Linked DNA regions of Zea mays: all the other regions are linked to region 1. The links are chromatin contacts, called in public Hi-C maps. All regions are on one chromosome and are shown on one strand. Each heading gives the region's core, a stretch centred on a gene start, on an enhancer-like site or on the middle of the called end of the contact. The rest is flanking DNA. Distances are from core to core; before and after follow the strand shown. Region 1 holds the start of LOC100191383. Region 2 holds the start of LOC109940748. Region 3 holds the start of LOC103632556 (polyadenylate-binding protein-interacting protein 11).

What was found. A called contact is a pair of places that touch in the nucleus more often than the background predicts.
Region 2: a contact with region 1 is called in a Hi-C map of leaf, with 4 times the contacts expected there. The contact joins the promoter of LOC109940748 here to the promoter of LOC100191383 in region 1. A contact is called at or near these places in 7 of 25 Hi-C or Micro-C datasets (ear, leaf, root tip and 1 more) and 2 of 3 datasets of contacts at active chromatin or transcription factors (leaf and seedling).
Region 3: a Hi-C map of ear shows a contact between it and region 1, with 2.1 times the contacts expected there. The contact joins the promoter of LOC103632556 here to the promoter of LOC100191383 in region 1. A contact is called at or near these places in 2 of 25 Hi-C or Micro-C datasets (ear and endosperm).

The regions. Positions count from the first base shown.
Region 1 is chr7:90,324,260-90,326,919 of Zm-B73-REFERENCE-NAM-5.0, reverse strand. It overlaps LOC100191383, which reads left to right and starts at 1,336. Exons shown (of 11, transcript NM_001136817.1): 1 at 1,336-1,403; 2 at 1,705-2,069; 3 at 2,149-2,257; 4 at 2,539-2,575. The coding sequence starts at 1,723.
Region 2 is chr7:90,134,757-90,137,416 of Zm-B73-REFERENCE-NAM-5.0, reverse strand. LOC109940748 reads right to left here and starts at 1,359. Exons shown (of 1, transcript XM_020540884.3): 1 at 1-1,359. LOC103633997 (peroxisome biogenesis protein 3-1) reads right to left here. Exons shown (of 7, transcript XM_020540883.3): 6 at 2,637-2,660.
Region 3 is chr7:90,460,785-90,463,444 of Zm-B73-REFERENCE-NAM-5.0, reverse strand. It overlaps LOC103632556 (polyadenylate-binding protein-interacting protein 11), which reads right to left and starts at 1,368. Exons shown (of 10, transcript XM_008654319.3): 1 at 919-1,368. The coding sequence starts at 1,146.

The DNA of each region.
Region 1 (2,660 bases), core at 87-2,586:
AATTAGGGACTAGGTGTAAGCCTAATTCCCTTTCAGTTTTTCATAGGATCAAAAGGATTCTACAGACAAAAAGGACCCCACGAATGATAGATGCAACCACATCAAACCCATAAAAATGCTCTTACCTACGATGTCTCAGTTTTTGCTATCAATCTTATGCTATGCGCAGCGGTTACCGCACGCTGCCCCCTCCGCTACGTGTAGGGGCTGCAGTGCGATGCTAAAAGCTACAGCGGTGCCCCCCTCCGCTGCCCCCTAAACAACGATAAGTTTCTCTCTCCCTCCCTTCTAGTGTTCCTCTAAACGATGTAGCTTTCTTGACTTTTGTGTCTGCTATTAATTGTTAGTTTAGAAAGAATGATAATAGATGATAAATAGTAAATAGTTATAGAAAATGATATTTTGTGGTTGTAGTGGGTATATGTGGAGAATTTAGGTAGAACCGTTGCGGAAGGGTGAAATCTGGGTGACGTGTCGAAAAAGTGAGGTATAGAGGGCAAAATTTAGAGGGAACTGTTGCGGATGCCTACCATTTTGTAACCAAAATACCAAATACAATGAATGCACATTTAAATAACCCTTTAGATATTCTACTAAATGCAGCTGATGTACTTCAGCTTATATTTGTTTTAGACAATGACCCACTTAAATATGGCTTGAAGACTATGTATGTCATCGTTTTATTTCTAGATACAATATATGCATATACAGTTAGCTGTTAGCCCTTAGATCATGCTACCCACTAATTGAAGATAACTGACAAATACAATCTATAATTTTTTTTATAATGAACAATACCGAGCCAGTATTAATATTTAAACCTTCCCTTTATTTGCATAAAAAGAGAATATTAATATTACATTATACCTGTACCTTCATATATAACATCTTTTTACACATAAAAATTTGTATCATCACAAAAAAACAATAATAACGTGCGCTCGCGCGCGTCAAACAATAGTTTAAGGGTATGTTTGGTTCACTCCTAACTTGCCACACTTTGTCTAACTTTTCTGCCTAAAGTTAGTTCTTCAATTTAGATGACTAATCTTAGGCAAAGTGTGACGTAATTAGTCACGAACCAAACAGGACTTAGTACTCATTGATATTATGGACTAAACTTTGATCAGAAACCAACCATCCCTAGCTTTTAATTTTGATCGAGGAAAACATGTCCTTTCACGTCTAAGGCCAGGAAGCAGCTGCAGGCCCGTACTGGGCTATGGGCTGTGAACCTGTTGCCAGTCGGGTGAGTGCACGAGGCCCCGCCCACTTTCTGCTTCTCCCGTATTGCCGTGCCCTCCTCCCTCTCCCTGCTCGCTCTCTCCCTCTCGTCGCTTTCTTTCCTGGTCGCGCCGCCCTTCATCAGGTCTCCTCCGCCTTAGCCGGTGAAGAGCGACCAGGTACGCGTACGCCCCTTCCCCTTCCTTCACCTCCCTCTGCGAATCGAGCACCCGAAACCCTAACTAAGCTACATGTATTCGGATTCGGATCCGATCCAATTTCCATGGATATGTGTACTACATATCCACTAACTTCGATTTCTGGCAAAAACTATTGTCGGATAAACCATGCCCTATAAATGATGCGCCCATGACTATGCTGCATGTTTCAGTTGATTTTTTTTCTCTCGAAAAGTTGTTGAGTTGCGAAATTTCAGAGCATAGGCTCCTCACTAAGTTTCGCCTCATGTTTGCATTTTAGGCCCAATAAATAATCACCATGGCTCATCAAAAGCGTGAAGGCAGCTACGCCGATGATGATAGTACATCCAAGCGCATCAAAGGCACCGACACTGCTTCTGAAACGGGGGACAGTGTAGAGTCTAGTGTTTCACAGCAAATGGATGCTGAAGCTAGGAGGACCTGCCAAAAGGAAAGCGAAGCACCATCGGACAAATGCGTTTCAGATGGGGAATGCGCTGCAAACTCTAAGGTTTTGGGTGAGCAGAAGATGGTATTGACTGTTGTCGAGGCTGATGCGGCGGACGACAAGGGTTGCAGGCACACTATGGAGGACGCCTGGGTGGTGCTCCCCAATGCTGGTGCAGAATCCCCAGGAAGCTTGAGGTCATCATCTTTCCTGTTCATATTAAGTACTCGCATGCATTGCTGATGTATGTAGTTTGAGGTGTACTGGATGGTGCAGGTGCGTACATTTTGCGATTTATGACGGGCATGGTGGTCGCTTGGCGGCAGATTATGCACAGAAGCATTTGCATCAGAATGTCATCGCTGCAGGATTACCACGTGAGTTGGTCTGTTTACATTTTCCACTGTTTTTTTGTGTTTATGTTAGTTGTTCTGACACTTTCTTCCCTTTGAAACTTCTCTTATAGGCATTTTTTTTGCTATGTTTCCATAGCTTAGGAACAAATAGTTTCTGTTATATGTACGCATTTTCTTGCTAGTGTTATTTTATGCAAAATTTTCATGGTTTGCCATATAATTAAGATATTCCCAGTTCATTTTAGATGCACCTTTGTTAAAAAATTGAAATGCTCTGCTGTTATCTAAATACTGCCCAATTATTTTGCAGATGGATATTAAAGCTGCAAAGAAGGCTGTAATTGAAGGTATTCAACACTCCAAAGTTAATTATTACTTGCTCCTTGCTTGTCTAGGAACTATTGGTCTTAGATCGACTGTAAGGCCCTCTAG
Region 2 (2,660 bases), core at 110-2,609, 190 kb after region 1:
GGCAGCGGATCATGTTGGTGGTGGTGCGAATCATGCGCTGCCCAGCCGTTCTGGGTGGAGGTGTAGGGGCACGAGAGACGCAACTGAATGCCACTGGTGAGGAAGAATGACCGAGAGGCGTGGTTGTCGAACTCGCGGCCGTTGTCGCACTGCAGTGCACGGACCGGGCGCCGGAACTGGGTGGATACCCAGGCGAAGAAGTGAGGGTGGTAAACGTGTCGGACTTCAGCCGAAGGGGGAAAGTCCAAAGTAAATGGGAGTAGTCGTCCAGAATGACCAGGTAGTATTTGTAGCCGAAGAGGCTAAGGACAGGAGACGTCCAGACATCACAGCGGACAAGATCAAAGGCCTGAACAGCCCTGGACGTGGAAGTGGAAAAAGGAAGACGGGAGTGACGGCCGAGCTGACAAGCATGACAGAGGCGCTCAGAAGAGCCCCGAGTATAGGATATGTCTGAGTGGCCGGAAAGCTGGGACATGACGTCAGGTCCAGGGTGCCCAAGACGACGATGCCAAATGGCGGAGAAGGTGGTGGTAGTAGCAAGAGCATGTGATGTGGTGGTAGTAGTAAGTGCAGGAGATGAGGCTACTCTGGTGTGGAGAGTGGAGGGCAAGTGAAGAGAAAAGAGGGGGCTAGAGCTGTCACAGCGAGCGAGCACAGCATGTATGGGAAGGTGGCGTATGGTGAGACCCAAGGGGTCGAACTCCATAGAGCACTGGTTGTCACTAGTGAAGCGACGAACCGAGAGGAGGGGATGAGTCAGTCCGGGAGCAAGAAAGACGTCGTTAAGGCAGAATGGTCCTGGAAGAACCGATGCACCTACTGAGGTGACCGGGAGGGTGGAACCGTTGCCGACGAAGATGGAGGAAGGATGTGAGGGGTGTGGTGGATGGGAGTGGAATAACGAACTAGTTGTGGGGGTAGTGTGGAAGGAGGCCCCAAAGTCAACCACCCAATCGACGGGAGAGGGAGATAGAGGGAAGGCCGCAGGGTGCGCTGAAAGAGCCAGAGGAGGAGCGCTAGCGTGGTTACTAGGAGGGGAGGGGGACAAAGGGGGCTCGATTGCCAGGGAGGCTATCATTGTACGAGGAAAGACAAGGGGTCCGGACACGTGACGACCGGCCGTGGGGTGGATTTCAACACAGTCACGGAGGACAGGGCTCATGGTGCGATCGAAGGCCACGAGGGTGCCCTGGACAAGCTGACCATCGTGGAGGACACGCACGGTGAGCCCGTCGAAAGGGGGTGAAGCCATGAGAGAGTGGAGAAGTGAATGGCGAATGGTGCAGCAAAGGGATGCACGGCGTTCAGCAACGAGGGGATACACGCGGAAGGAGGTTGTGCTCCTTGGATGAGCCGCTCACAAGGGAAGAGGAATGGAGAAGAGAGAGGTGGTGCTTTGTGGTGGGAGATGGAAGAGAGGGAGATGGGGAGTGCGGCTGCAATTATGCAATCAATGGCTACGGCGGCGGCTCTGGTGCGCGTTCTGTCGGGTGAGGCGAGCCCGCGGCGACTGACAGGCAGAGGGGAAATGGTCGTCAGGACGTGTTCGAAGAGGCCCTCGTCGCAGGGGAGCGCGAGGCAGAGCACGCAGAAGGAACAGGAAGCCGAGCAGCCGAGGTCGAGCAGATCTGCAGCAGGTGCCGATGCGACCGAGCAGCACTACAGCAAGGGCCGAGCACAGGAGCAGTCAGGAGCACTGGAGCAGCCGAGCACTAGGAAAACGAGCAGGGGACGGTCGGACGGGGATCCGATGGAAGGCTGGACGAAGAGTGAATGACGAGCAGCTTCTCACCCCTAGGGCCGATGAACACCGTGTGGGGCAGCACGAGGTTGGGGTGGCTGACAGCGCCGATCCGCCGCGCGGCGGCATAGGCCTCGTCGGCGCCGACGACGACGCACGCGGGGCGCACGAACCTCAGCAGCACGGCGGCCTCCCCGGAGCGCACGGCGGTGCAGTACAGCGTGCTGTGCGCGGACTTGGCGACGACCTCCCCGGGCGCCTCGAGGACGGCGGCCACCGACAGCGCCTCCACGCCTGGGAACCTGAGGAGCGCCTGCGGGCCGGCGCCGAGGCGGTCGGCGAAGGCGTCGAAATACGGCAGCGCGGCGCCCCCGCCGGTCGGCGGCTCGCGCGCGTTTGGAGAAAGACAAGCGCCCGAAGGAGCGCGGCTGGGTGGAGGAGAGGGGCCGCGGGCCGGAAGCAGAGGGGCAGGAGGCGGCGGCCGGGGCAAGGGGAAGGGCCGGCGGCGGCCGGAGGAAGGAGAGGGGGGCGGCGGGTTGGGCGGCTGGGGTGGCGGCGCCCGAGAGAAAGGGAAAAAACTAAACCTAGCTCTGGTACCAAGTTAGAATAGGAAACCCTAACCCTAACAGGGGTTGGGTGATGTATTAATAGACTGAGTAAACTGGGCCAGGCCCATTACAGAGGGGTGAGATAGTAATTGCACGGGGAAATCCCCAAACCCAAAACGGGTATTCTAACAATAAGTATTAGTGAATTCAAAGTTAACTCATGGAAGCAACAAAAGATGAGAACTGGTCATACAGCGGATTGAGCAAAGAAAAACTGCATCGTTGTGGTGCAAATCATGAACTCGCAATAACTGAACAGAGCTTAATGCATAATGCATTATTACCTTGCCAGTACTATTCGTGTCTCA
Region 3 (2,660 bases), core at 119-2,618, 140 kb before region 1:
AGTTCTATAGCTTAACTCCTGCAATTGTACAGCAAGTCTATTAGCTCTTCCTGGACCAGCTAGTAACAATTGGCAGTATGGATATCCTGATCAAGGTAGTTTTTTCTTAAAAAAAATCTGACAAGTTGGTTTTTTCCTTTTCCTTTCTGAAATGATGGAGGAAGAGAAACATTGACGATATCCAATGCACTTAAATCGAGAGAGATCCAGGAGGACTGATGAATGTGGCTGCGGCTGGCACAGTGGAAGGAACTATAGGCATATCATTTGTCAGGGAGGGGGCTTGGAGTCTGAGGCTGAATATTCCTGCTCTGGCAAATATGAGGATCAACAAACAAAGTAATAATTTCTGGTGTGACAGAGCATCTAGGTAGAGAGAAACGATCCAATTATTCAGGCAAAATATATCTGTGTGTCTTCGTCTTAATGAAATACTGCGTCGACCTTTGTGCACAGGCCAACCAGGAAACAATGGTAGCCCTGCCCTACTGCCCTAGAAAAGAACATGGAGGACCTGAAGCACAGGGAGCGAGTAACAAGAGCCTCTTTCTCAATTATGCCGCTACATGTATGCATGCATGTGTCCACCGATCCACCCACACAGTAGCTAGTAGCTAACTAAGAATCCCCCGATCTGAATCAAATTGCGCGCGGCTATTTTTACAAATCGATTACCGATCTGACCAGAAAGAACAGCGATACGAATGTGATCGCGCCAAGCGTATAGCAAACACCGAAAGAAGAAAACAGCTGAATCGAATTAATCAGCACACAGAGGAATCAAATCCGGAAGGAAGGTGACGAAATGGCAGCAAGTTATATTACTGTAATAATACATGTAAAGCAAGGAGAGGGAAGACAACGCGAGCAAGATCGGGCCGGGAAAGAAAAGTGACCAAGGCAAGCTTGCGTGCTTACCGCCGCCTTCCCCACGCCGGCGTTGTTTGGGGCGGCTATCACCGCACCGTTGGCGGCGGCTGCGGCCACCGCTCGCCCCAAGCTGGACCGCGTGAACTCTGGCGCGTCGGCCGAGAGCTGCTTCCTGCTGCCCCCTAGGCGCCACCACGGGAGGAACTCCCTGGCGTCGGGGTTCAGCGCGCCCGCTAGCTCCCTCCTCGCCGCCGTCACCACGCTCACCTGCGCCATGGGTCGCTCGTCCGCGCCTTCGTCGGTGTGGTGCTGGTGCTGTGGCGGCCGCCGCGCGCGGGGACTCTGCGTTTGCGTGCGGGCTGAGGACGATGTCACGGCGATCTCCTGCTCCCGGCACGAAATAGAGATGGAAAGCGGGCGGGCAAGCAATGCAACGCCAACGCCCTAGCTAGAGTACGTGTTGTCTTTAGCAGCCCTTCGATCTCGTCTCAGAGACGCTAGCCTGCGCTCATTATTACCAGTACTACTTGTAGAATAACCCACTGACGGTGGGCAGAAAGAGTGTTGGGACCGGATGTCAGTCAGCGCAGGGTTCATGCGATGGAGTGACTTGTGAGTGCTAGCCACTGACAGAAACCGTCTCCCTGAAACAAGGCGCCCACTTGCAGGGGCCCACTAGTCAGTGAAGGAGGGCACGGAACTAGCATGGTTTGAATGCCTGCCCCAGAATAAAATGATCACCATTTTTGTATGTAGCCGTTATTACCACGGTGAGTCGGTGATTCAAAATCCTCTGAGGTCAAATGTTATGGTTCGTTTGACATTTTAACACCAAGGCTTGTCTTATTCAAAAATTTTGCAATAAATTGAAAATTTCAATGGCACGCTTAAAATATATTATATGTTAAATAATGTCACAGTAATAAACAATAATTATGAATTTTTAATAAGACGAGCCGGTTAAATTATTGTCAAAAAAGTTAAACGAATTATAAATTGGAATGGAGAAATATATCTTTTAAAGTAAGATGATGTGATTTTTATGACTCCCATCGTCTTGGCAATCTCGAAAACTCTATGTTCCATGTTTCATTTTCGAAGTTTATTATATCCAACTTCACGCCTAAAGCTTACATGTTCATATGACTAATGCACCGGCATAATTCTGTATATGTCATAATACAAATGAATGGCTAATAATTTCATGCATATCAAGCTCAAGAAGCTTATACACGGTTATTTTTTACGATTATATTGACGAAGGTGCTTCGTTCTGGATGTGCGTTGCAAGTGCTAACAACGGCCATTTACTAGATTCACACGTAAAAAAGAGAAGAAAAATGAGTATGTCGTCATATAACCACTACCGGAATCCGTGGCTTTGCGGAGTTAACTCGGCGTCACGCACCAAGGATATCCATGTTTATTTTGTCATAGTGGCTTCGTTGTGGATGTACTTTATGAGTGGTCGACCACAATGAGAGATTTGTTGGATTATTTCTATCTGACGTAGATTGGATGGAATTAAAAAATTTATAAAATATTTTGACTCGTTTGAGATTCAAACACTCAGAGCCCGTTCGGTAGCACTGGAACAATTCCATACTAAGAACTGTTCCAGGCCAGGCTTTAGTGCATCCGGCTATTTCACTCTTTCCAGCCCAGAACTAATCCAACTGGAACACTTTTGCCTGGAACACTTCTTCACTTGTTCGGCAACCTAGGATTAAGACTGTTTGAGAAAAATATGAGTTACAGGCTTATAACGTCACACATGCGCTAGCCAACCA